Linked DNA regions of Mus musculus: regions 1 and 2 are each linked to region 3. A link is a contact called in public promoter capture Hi-C data. All regions are on one chromosome and are shown on one strand. Each heading gives the region's core, a stretch centred on a gene start, on an enhancer-like site or on the middle of the called end of the contact. The rest is flanking DNA. Distances are from core to core; before and after follow the strand shown. Region 1 holds the start of Wdr26 (WD repeat domain 26). Region 2 holds the start of Kif28 (kinesin family member 28). Region 3 holds the start of Parp1 (poly (ADP-ribose) polymerase family, member 1).

The links. Promoter capture Hi-C pulls out the DNA fragments that hold promoters and counts their contacts.
Region 1: a contact with region 3 is called in a promoter capture Hi-C map of stem cell-derived epiblast-like cells, with 2.2 times the contacts expected there. The contact joins the promoter of Wdr26 here to the promoter of Parp1 in region 3.
Region 2: a promoter capture Hi-C map of embryonic stem cells shows a contact between it and region 3, with 4 times the contacts expected there. The contact joins the promoter of Kif28 here to the promoter of Parp1 in region 3. A contact is called at or near these places in 6 of 39 promoter capture datasets (the 3T3-L1 cell line, cranial neural crest, embryonic stem cells and 2 more), 2 of 484 Hi-C or Micro-C datasets (embryonic stem cells and nephron progenitors) and 1 of 115 datasets of contacts at active chromatin or transcription factors (embryonic stem cells).

The regions. Positions count from the first base shown.
Region 1 is chr1:181,210,125-181,213,734 of GRCm38.p6, forward strand. It overlaps Wdr26 (WD repeat domain 26), which reads right to left and starts at 1,854. Exons shown (of 14, transcript NM_145514.5): 1 at 952-1,854. The coding sequence starts at 1,313. It overlaps Gm38664, which reads left to right and starts at 1,312. Exons shown (of 6, transcript XM_011238899.2): 1 at 1,312-1,375; 2 at 1,686-1,922. The coding sequence starts at 1,312.
Region 2 is chr1:179,743,921-179,747,843 of GRCm38.p6, forward strand. It overlaps Kif28 (kinesin family member 28), which reads right to left and starts at 1,280. Exons shown (of 23, transcript NM_001370897.1): 1 at 1,197-1,280. The coding sequence starts at 1,280. Ahctf1 (AT hook containing transcription factor 1) reads right to left here. Exons shown (of 36, transcript NM_026375.2): 35 at 3,260-3,336; 36 at 984-2,608. The coding sequence ends at 2,413.
Region 3 is chr1:180,567,371-180,571,351 of GRCm38.p6, forward strand. It overlaps Parp1 (poly (ADP-ribose) polymerase family, member 1), which reads left to right and starts at 1,521. Exons shown (of 23, transcript NM_007415.3): 1 at 1,521-1,783. The coding sequence starts at 1,664. Gm31986 (a long non-coding RNA gene) reads right to left here and starts at 1,529. Exons shown (of 4, transcript XR_001779573.2): 1 at 608-1,529.

The DNA.
Region 1 (3,610 bases), core at 604-3,103, 640 kb after region 3:
ACACACACACACACACACAAAGCAAAACCAAACAAAACCAAAATCCCTGGTCTGGTTGCCTTCAAATTCGCCTTGACTCTAAGAAACTGTTGCTTGTTTACTGTCAGCTCCTGGCTCTGCCACCTTCACTCAGCTCCAGGACACTCCCACCAACCCTACCTCAACTCCCTCAGCTTTTCTTTCCTGTGTGTTCAAAACAGATGCGTTTTGGTTGGACCCGCTGTCTACCTTCACCCTACATTAATGACCACCCAAACTGTATTTGAAAACCAATGATTCACCAGACCTGACATCACATTTTCAAAAGAAAACCTTCTGGGTTTTGAAGTGGGATTTTACTAGTGCTAGGCCTCTAGTGTGTACACACACACACACACACACACACACACACACACACACACACGGCCTCTGTCTGCATGACTTCCACTGGGTATCTGACTTCATTATTCCCATCAGATTTACTCGACAGCCTCTTTCCAAATTATGCCAGCCCCTTAGTTCCCATAAACACTTGTAGGCGACTGTCCTTCCTGATTGGTAGTTTGCCTGGGCTGCTGTCGGTCAGGGGTGGGGGTGGGGAGGTGTCCCACAAAGATGCCTCTGAGACACACTTGAAAAACAAATCCTCCAAGGTTCATTATTTCCACCGCTCTGATCCACCCCTCCCCCAGCATAAACAACCTCGGTGTCCGCCTTCCCGGACAGACAATCCTGCTCTGGAGGTGCGCGGGGAGGGGTCGCCCTGGGTTTCCACTACCCCTCCCCAGCCCAGGCGGCTCGGCTGGCCTTAAGACATCGGGCCGATTCCCTTTCCTAGACCTCCCCTCCACCGCCCCCCCCCCCAGGGCTGTCTGTCCCCGGCCTCCTGCGCACTGGGCCCCGGGGTCCCCGCAACCCACCCGGCCGCTCGGCCCCGGCCTGGCCCTCACCAGTTGTAGGACGGACACTTACTTGAGCCCTAGGCCATTGAGGTGCTGTCCTATGAGCCTAATGACATCCTCATCGGACTGCGAGAGCCGCTTCTTCTTCTTGAGGCTGCTGCCCAGCTCGGGGGTGGCCTGGGCGGCGGCGGCGGTGGCGGAGGCCGCGGCGGCCCCGCCGGGAACCCCGTTATTGACACTCAGGCTGTTGCTATTGTTGCCAGCGGCGGAGGGGGCGGCAGGCAGGAGCCCGTTGGCGTGGGCCAGGTCCCCCGCGGACGTCGCCGAAGGGGACGACTCCCCGTTCTGCGCCGACAGGCAGGCGAGCTCCGGGGTCTGGCCCTGGCCCCCGCCGCCCCCGCCGCCGCCTCCTCCCGCCCCGTTGGCCTGCATGGTGCCGCCGCTGACCAGGCTGTGGCCGCTGCTCCGCTGCGGGGCGGCGGGGGCGGCCGGAGGCAGTCCCACCACCACCACCACGGAGGAGGAGGAGGAGGAGGCGGCCGGCGAGGGCGAGGGCGGGGGGGGGAGGCCTGCTCGGCCCGCCGAGGCCCCGGGCTCTCCTGCTCCCTCCGCCGCCGAGGCTCGGGGCTTCTTTCGCGGGGGCGGGGAGGCTCCGCCGGCGTCCGAGTCGGAGGAGGAGGAAGCGGAGGCCAGAGTTTCCTCGCCGAGAGAGGCCGTGGTGGGAGGCCGGCGGGGCGCGGCGGGGGTCGGCGGGGCGGGAGGAGGGGGAGAAGGAGGACCGGGCCCTTCCCCCCCCCTCCGGAGGCGCTCGCGGCGCGGCCCGGGGGCTCGCGGGCACTGGGGGGGGCGCGGGCCCGAAGCTGGGAGCCCGGACGGCGGCGGCGGAGGCGGCGGCGGAGGCAGCGGCCGCCTCGGTGCTGGGTCCGCGCCGCTCCGCTCCCTGGTGTGTTGATTCTTCCCCCAGCTGCTGTCTAATGGAGTCCGGGCGCTGGCGTCACAGGAAATGCCTATACTGCCCTCCTCGCTCACTTCCGGCAGCAGGTATGGAACCTATAGGGGGCTGTCACCCGGCACGTGTGTGTCCGGCGGCCGGGGTGAGGCCGTGGGGTGAAGGCGAGGGCGGCCGGGGGTGGGGGTCCGGCCCCGGCGGGGAGGCGCGACTCAGCACGACCTGGCCCGCCTGTGCGAGGCCGCCCTGGCTCCCCGGGTCAGGCGTGCGAGCTCGGCCTGCAGTAAGTTCGCAGCCTCGCTCCGGGGCCCTGCAGGGTGGGAGGCGGAGATCACGTCCTCGCCCTGCACCCTGAGTGACCCAGAAAGGAGCGAGCGGCCGGCGTGGAGGGGGCCGCAGACGCACTGGCACGGGCCAGGGTGGGGCCGCCGGCGGCCTGGTTTTGCAGCTTGTGACTTCGAGCACAAGGGTGTGCTAGGCCCCTGGCCACCGGCTTCTTGCTCTGCACTCAGGATTTAACCACTGCCTCGGTTTAGGGTGGAAACACTTGAACTTGCACAGCCAAGCACCACACACAGTTGTATCCGTGTCAGTCCAGGACAAGGGAGATGACAGCAGAGCTGAGTGTGCTCCACCCTGGGAAGGCGAAGTCGGCCGTAAACTGCCTTCCCTCTGGGAGGAAAAACAACAACTCGTGGGGGCAAGACGTTTCAAAGGCTGAGGGTGTGTAGAGGCGCTTTGCTTTGGAGTTTTACTAGGTTTGTTTTGTCTTTCTTTTAAGTGCTCGCTCAGATGTCTTGTTCCTGGTTCCTGTACCTCTGACCGAGGGGTGGGATTGGGGCACCGTTTCAGATTCTGGTTTGAAATTTTCAAGTGGCCGGAGTTTCACTGTCCCAGCGCTTTAAACGGCTTTCTTGAGTGGAGAAACACAGCAGCAGAGAACTGAGTAACTATGTTACTCTGTGGCAAATGGTCCATGGGGCCCTAGTCAGTTTCATGGACTTGGGTCGTAGCATGTAGACCTGGTGTGGACAGATATTTTTCCTGACGTGACTTCCATTTGGGAGGAAAACAACAACAAAAAGACCAAACAAACAGACCCAACAGCCTTAAGCAATACATCTTATGTCTCTGAAATTTACAACACTCACAGCTCAGTAATTTTTAGGTCTTTGGGGACAGCCTTTTTTAAATTTAGAAGTGTAATAAAAATTAGCCTATGATTTGTCAAGAATCCTGAGCTCTCTTCATCTTGAGACTGGGAAGAGAGACAGAGACCAGGGCAGTCTTACAGAGATCTAGCATTGTGGCTGTCATGCTTTAAATATGCTTTCAGGTGTCAGCTGTAATTGCAAAGTGACTCACATACGGTGTTTGTATTCACCTGAGACAGACCTTCATTTTAGCTGAGGTTCATAGGGCACAGACAGTATATCCAGCAGAGCCAGAATTACTAGATAGTCAATGCCCTCATAGAGCCCTGTACAGCAACTTTAGAAATCTCATTATCATGAAGGTTGTTAGTGTTTAGGCAAAATTTACTTTCTGAAAAATGGTTTATCGTAATCTACTGGTTCCTAGCAACCTTCAGGTGGATCAAGTCAGGAGCTTAGTTTGAGTAAAGTCTGTAGCTTTTATAAAGAAAAGGACCATTTAACTATAGGCCAGGTTTCCACTCCTTAACAAAGGGGGAGAGGAGAGGAGCAATGACTAGGACTTCATCACCATCCAGGCTCAGTGCGCACATCTCAGCTTTTCACCTCAGAGTAGCCTAGATGCC
Region 2 (3,923 bases), core at 30-2,529, 820 kb before region 3:
GATGACTGGGCCCACCACAGAGCTGATGGGAACGAGCCACATGGCATTAGCATAGTCTCACACTGGGACATTGCCTGCTCCAGGAGCTCTCTGTACCTCCTACCAGGGGGTGACAGTGAAGTTTGCTGCCACCTGCAGATGCATAAATTGGGCTCTCAGGCAAGGAGAGAATAGAACCCAAGTCTTTTGCAATAGCCAGTGCTCTTACACACTGCACCCTCTCCAGCTGCCTGGACACTTCTCTTTAGCTCTAGCACTTTCTAGCAGTCATAGAGTAACAAAACTTCACTGGTCACAGTGGGCAAAGACAAGCGTGCTATAATGGAAAGGGGGATAGCAGGTTCCACTGGGAACACACAGCACAGCTCTCTACCTCTGTGGCAAGCTTCTTACAGAACAGCATCCTCTCTGGAACCTGTGGAAGAGCTTAGTTCCAGTTCTTCTGACTTGAGTGGTATGCAGAGTGTGCCCATGTATGCTAGGTAGATGGGGCACAGCCAAGGGGAGGAGGCAGCCTTGCGCATGAGATCTCATGAGCAGTGTTTCCATAAAACTAACATGTAAGTGCACACTGGCACGTTCTCATTATGTGACTGAAGTCTGGTCAGGAACATGACTCTGCTACCTTAGCTTTCTATGTTGGGATCACTGACGTGTCCACATGTGGCAAGACTTACTTTTAAGATAAACATTTCTTGGTGTTTCATGTAGTGCAAGCTGGCCTTGAATGTACAACATAGCCAAGGATAAAAACTGAGCTTCTAGTAGGTTGCCTCGCCTCAAGCTGGCATTCCACACATCTCTGTGCCTCATTTCATAGAGTGCTGATGAGCTACCCTAGGGATTCATGCACGGTAGGCAAGCACACTTACCAACTGACATCTCTGCCCCACACCGACATGCAGTAAAAACAGACACCGCACATCTCTATTTAGCAAACTGCACTGGTTAAATAATTATTAACTTGACAGTATTTCTCTTGTCAGTTTTTTTTATTGTGCTACTTGTACCAAGGAATGAAATTAAATGTTTACTAAATTATGCTTAGAGCTTTTGTGAATCATTTGACAAATCCATTTAAATAAGTTTAATATTTCATAAATGACAAGCAGCTTAAATACAAATTCAGAAACTATTATTAAAAAATTAATAAAATCAGGCAGTAATTGTCAGCAAGGCAATGAGCATGGACTGACCTGGCTGAACGGCCGCACCCGGACGGCCACTCTCACACTGTCCGATCTCGGCACAGGCACTCTCCCCATTTTCTCATTATCCATGATGCTACTCGGTAGAAAAATAACACACAAAGCACACTGCTCACGAAAACATCCAAAGCTTAGCTGACAAAGTCTGCTTTTAGGTATCAATTATTAAGCGTCCATTCATTACACACTATCAATTACCTGTCATAAATTATTTGACAACACTTATTTATTGATGAACATCATGGCTTCCATCAGGCGCCATTACCAACGGTACACACGCTGCAGAAAAGAGGGTTCCTTTCCTCTTTTCCGACATCTGCTCACACTCTTCCATTCTCTGTAACCTGTGCCTGAGGTTCTGTGGCAGTTACCAGTTTAAAACCTGAATACTAGAGAGGCTCCTGTGACGAAGTCGCAAGCTCTTTCACAGCATGGGAAGTCTAAACCTTGTCGGCTCCTCTTCTCAGCAGCAGGCACACGTCGGTGCACTGTTTTATTTCTTTCTTCAATCCTTCCATGAGGTTGCTAGGAAGCAGTGAAACCGGTCAATCTAACCTGGATAATTAAGTCTCTGAACTGAGAGACAAGATAGTCCTTAAGTTACTGAAGAGAACTGCTAGCTAGGAAACCGATGCAGTACTGGAAAATTACTCATTTGAGGTAGATTACACAACATTTGTAAAACTACAAAAAGGCAAAATCACATGCCCACAATTCAAATTCAACACAGTATCAGGCAAAGCCCAATGAGCACAGGTACTGACCAGAGATCCGAGGAACAGCATCAAAGTGCATACATTATAAAACAGCAATGTTAAAAATAATCAATAGTTCATCGCCCTCATTTTAAGACAGTTCTAGTATCTTAACTGTAAAGAAAGGATATGAACATATGTCCAGTAGCATATAAAATTACAACTCAAACAGAAAGCTCCTCTCAAAAATCTACCAGACACACAGTGTACTTTACAGTAGTTTATTTAACCTCCCAATGATAAGTCATATTTACATTGATATAAACGCATCAAGTCGTATAAAACGCCTGCACTACAAGAACTGCACTCCATGTGGAGTTACTCATTTACTGCTTACAAAATTGTACAATTTATATAAAGTATTTCCATCCAAATTGGTGACTTTAATAATCCACACAAATACTGTTGACTTTTACAAACAGGTGCGTGTTAAAATCTTGGGCTAAAAATTACAGCATTTTCCTGCGTAAAATTTGCTTTGGAAAAGAAGATGGCTTCTTTCTGCCCCTTCCAAGAGTTTTTCCTGCTATTTCTGCAGTTTTTCTTGGCTTGCCGGTCTTTATTTCATCCACTGGACTCGCCAAGGGAGAAACCAGCTTAATTTCTACAGGAGGAGGTGACCAAGAACTTCCTTTTCCTGTGTTTCTGAAAGAAAGATACAGTCAAGTAGGAATGGGCACAAAGTGCTGTCTGGTCAAGTGCTTCTCTCGCAGAGACCTGGAGAGTGGACTTGCAGGCAGGGTTAAGGCCTCACCACCCACCGCGTCCCCATGTGTGCCGGGGGGCATACTCAGCCACAGATATGTCTAAAATTCTGCAGTTACAAGGATGGCCCACGTACCTATAGTCAGCTCATGGGATGAGAGCCAGCAGACCCACGAATTTATAAACAGTAGCAAGTGGCATGAACATATACAAAGGCAGTGTACATGTGAGCGGTGCCAACTGTGTCGCGTTGAAGGAATTTGTACTTTCATTTGTCAGCCAAGCCTAAGCACAGCCTGAGAGTCCTGCTACACAAAGGCATCTCACATGGACATATTTACCACACATGCAGTAATACTGCTAAGTAGTGAGACAGCTGTGGGACTTAAATTAATGAAGAGGTAGACTATCTTCTCTTCCAACCACGCCAAGTGGACAATAAACTGTATGTCTTCACTCTGTGGCGAATGTTAACTTCAAGTGCTGAACTCCACAATGTCAAGGCTAGGCTTGTGTGAGAAGTGGTCTCACCCTTTCTAGCACCCTCTTGGCTCCAGGGGATGAACGGAAGATGGGGCTAGTGCTGCTTACCTGCTTGCTCTTGTCTTCACAGTCCTGCTTCTTTTTGGTTTTTGTTCTATGATCTCTAATGGTTTAGGGTCACTCTCCTATGGGTTAGAAATTTAAAAATATAAATTGCTTAAGCAATTAAGAGTTTGATTTTCTAGACAGGGCTTCTCTATTTCTGTCTCTCTGTAGCCCTGGAACTCATTTTGTAGACCAGATTGACCTCAAACTCAGAGATCCACCTCCTCCTGCTTCCTGAGTTCCAGGATTAGAGGCACGCACCACTACCACCTGGCTGTAATCAAACATTTAAAGTACTGATTAAAAAAGTACCCTGCTCAGACAAGGAGTCAAGCATTGCTAACCCTCCTAGGTCCTACACAGAGCCCTCTGGCTCTCTGACAGAAACTTGATGGTCTAGACTAGAATGGTTCTCTCTCCTCAGCCCACACTGGCTGGACCTTGTTTTGTCAGCATTCACTCTACACTTCTACCAGCCACCCTCCTAACATGTCTTCAGCTCTGAGGCCAGGTTCTCTCTATCTTATAGGCATTGGGTCACCAAAGGTGGCTTTCTTCCTTCCTAGAATGCTTTCCACAGAAACTACTCAAAGCCTACACCATGTTTCACTTGAATCCCTGCAGCTGTCCCCTCCATCCCTATATTGACAGAGGCACTTGGGCAGAG
Region 3 (3,981 bases), core at 271-2,770:
CAGGCTGGCCTTGAACTCAGAAATCCACCTGCCTCTGCCTCCGGAGGGCTGGGATTAAAGGCCACCACGTCCGGCCTGTTTTTTTTTTTTTTGTTTGTTTGTTTGTTTATTGCAAGGGGGAGAGTATGGAGAGATGGCTCAGAGGTTAAAAGTACTGGTTACTCTTTCAGAGGACTTGGGTTCGAGTCCCAGTTCCTGCATGGCAGCTCACAACCATCTGTAACTTCCTCCAGTCAGGAGATATGAAAACGTCTTCTGGACTCAGCAAACACCAAACACACATGATATATAAATATTTATACAGGCAAAACATGCCTGCAATTCACACATTGTAATTTGGTCTGGGAGATTTTCTGTTTTTTAAGTCTGAGATAGGCTAGCCTGCCTGGTTTAGACCCTCTGCAGCAAAGGAGAATTTGCTGGGGTGGTTACCCACGGGATCAGTTACAAGGCAAAGTGGAAGGACCCCACTCCCTGGACTAGGTTAGGGAACAGCCATGTGTCCTGTCTCTCTCTGCCACGAGAGGGTCTCAACAAGGGAGGGCAGGGTTAGAAAAAGAGCAGCAACAGAGGAAGCACAAAGCAGATACCTAGAGCCAGTTCATACCTGCTCAATCAGGAATGATTCATAGACAAGTAGGCCACAGCTCACCAGCCAGTTTGCTGCCAGACATGCAGTTTACCCACACTTTAGGACACAGGCAAGTGGATCTCTGTGAGTTTGAAGCCGACTTCATCTTCATGGCCAGCCAGGGCTTTATAGTGAGACCCTGCATCACGCTCATATAATTATTAAAAAAAAAAAAAGACCAATAATGTTAAAGATTGTAGTGCTACATTAAATAACAAGATCTAACAGTAGCAAGTTTAACAATACCTATAACTTTAATTGTCGATAACCTAAAATATTTTGGGATCTCCCCAGGAAAATATCTGTTGCCGGAGATGGTGTCACACGCCCTTAATCCCAAGCACTCAGGAGGCAAAGGCACATGGATCCCTGTGAGTTCAAGGCCAGCCTGATCTACAGAACAAGTTTCAGGGCAGCCAGGGCAACACTGAGACACCCTGTCCTGTGTTAGCGCGGAGATGGGGGATGAGAACACACGACATCTGTTGTAACTACTACCAACTGTCACGGGTTCTGCTCATTCTCTTGGAATTTATAGTTATGCATTTAAGTTTACTAAGAATGAAAAATCAGGCTTTAGTTGGTTTTCTGTGTCAGCAATGTGGAGGCTGCAAAGCAGAATACTACACTTAGGGTCAGCAGGGTTCGCTCTAGACATACCTAGAAAAAAATGCAAGTGGGTGAGGTGGAATTATTTGGGCGAACAAAAAGCCTTTCTGGGACAAACCGACAAAAGGGGTGGCGCCTGTCAGATTCCCCGGGTCCCCGCCCTGGCCCCTTCCCAGAGGCAGAGACCAGCGTGCACAGGCGCAGTCGCGCTGGGACCCAACCTCCCAAGGACACGTGCTGAAGCCCCGCCCTATGAGCTGAGGCCCCGCCCTCCGCGCGCGAGCTTGGGGGGGCGGTCCCGCCGCTAGGCATCAGTAATCTATCCTGAGCGGAGGCGGCTCTGCACGCTTGCGGGGGAAACCGACACGTTAGCGGAGCGCACCAGCGGCGGCGTCGGGCTGCCGCTGCAGCACGAGAAGGAGGATGGCGGAGGCCTCGGAGAGGCTTTATCGAGTGGAGTACGCGAAGAGCGGGCGCGCCTCTTGCAAGAAATGCAGCGAGAGTATTCCCAAGGACTCCCTCCGCATGGCCATCATGGTGCAGGTGCGACGGGGCCGGGCCGGAGGCGCAGGGCGACGCGGCCTGGGCGGCTGTGTGGGCTCGGGGCCGCCTCACTCCGCCCTGCGGCTCAGCCGGACCGGGAGAGAAGGGCGGGAAAGACCCGCGGCGCTGCCGCGGAGGTCCTTGAGGCCCATTGGGCCGACCCCTTCCGGGACATTGCGCTTACCCTGCAAGAAAAGCCCGGGAAGTAAGAGCATCTGGCGTAAGTGCCTCTGGCTTTGTAAAGACAAGGGGCCTGCCTCTTCGCTGGGTCTGGATGGTCGCAGAGTTTTTGTTTATTTCACTGCCTTCTCGGCGTCGGGGTGGAGGGTGTGCGCGCGGTCTTTAAAGCTGCTCTGATTTGGGCCTATCTTGTCCCGGAAGATTATTGTCCTCCATGAATACAGAAGATTTTTTTTTCCCCTTAAGCCTATTTTTGATGATCCTTTCAACATCCGCTCACTCTCGGTATTTCTATTTTAGTTATGCAAAGCAGTGCCATTTCTTTACAGTGCATTCGCTTTGGGCCTGATTTCTACTTGGAAATAACATTTTCTCCAAACTTCCCGAGGTCTCGGCGCTTTCTGCAGCTATCTGGTCTCTTCACTGACGCTTCCGAGATGGTCAGGAGGTGGTGGGATGACGGGTCCTGGCGTTCCAGTGGCTCCTGCCTCCTAGGCTTCTGGTTTTGCAGATTCCTTCCCGTCTTTGCTAGTGTGGTTCTCACCTGCCCTGTTCCCACCTCCCCCAAACACTCAGTTACCCAAGCTCACGCTGCTAATGGTCGAGGCAATTGATTTCCCTTGCTGTCCAGCTGCAGTAATGTGTTTTAGAAGAGGCAGGCTAGCCCTCAATGGGGCTTCAGTTCTTAAGGGGGGGAGGGAAGGGGGAAAAGACATTCACCCAGTGGGTACCAAGATACCACACTGCTTCTATTATTTCTCCTTATGGGAAGAACTGAAGCTGTCATCTTGGTGCCCTCGGAGAGACTGCCTAGCTCAGCATTCTTGCTTGACACAGTTCTCATACATTCTATACATATTTATTAAGAAGCAGCTAGGCACGGTGTTAGTGTCTATAATTATCATTGGTGACAAAAATGTCGGGAACTGCTAGGGACGTCTTTGTTGCTTGCATTTATGACGGGATGGGGAACCCGTCCTGGGCTCCTCCTGCTAGGTTAAGGGGTATGGGAAGGATTGATAAGCCTTGTATCTGATGGAACTGAGTGCTAGGCAGAATGCCCTGGGGAGGAGAAGCCCAAGATGTCCCAGTCAAGTGTGGGAGCTTGATTAAGAGTTTTTATTCACAGAAGTGGGACAGGAAGATGGAGATAGCTAGAATTTGAAGGACAGTTGAAAGCCCCATTTCCCACTGAGGTCTTTGAACTTTACCCCACAGTTCCCTCCTCCCTGTGAGAAGATAAATAGAGCTCTCTGGGCTTAAGAGAAAGCAAATTTACATCCTTGCCAGTTTGTAGATTAAACCCATTATTCCCTCGGTCTTGAATATAGCAGGAAAGCAAAATAGTCTTCGGCTTATATTTTCATATTATTTTATGATTGGGGATTCCTCAATTGTAACAGCTAGTAGAGGGATATTAGTAAAGTATAAGGTAATGGTATGCCCAGAATTAGGTTGATTGGTTTTGAGACCAGATTTCAGGGCTGATGTCTGTGATGCTCTGGCCTCCATCCTGGAGTGCTGAGAATTACTGGCCTGCCTCTACTGCCACACCCAGCCTTTCAAATGGTTTTGTTTGGTTTTTGGGACCTGGCTTACTGTCATCCTGCTGGCCTTGAACTCAAAGAGATCCACCCGCCTCTTCCTCCCCAGTGATGAGATTAAAGTCGTGTGCTACTACACCTGGCCTTTGAAGTGACCCTTCCATACTTTACAGATTTTATTAGGCATCTGTACTAGCCAGAGAATAGCCGCTCTGTGAAAGATGACCCCCAATACTGCCTAGGAAGAGAGGAAAAAGAGGATTCTGGGTAGGCTGAGGCTGACCTAAATAACTTAACCTTCAAGGCCCTCCTCCTGGTTTTTTGTTTTTTTTTTTTTTTGACTGTGAGAGAAACTATTATTGTGAGTGACAGCGGTGCTCTTCCTTCCTTAGAGGAGCTTGGGAGTTTAGATCTGAGTTTAAAGTTGGGCTTTTACTCCAGAGCTTGGGAGGGCCGTCGTTGTAGAGCTTGAAT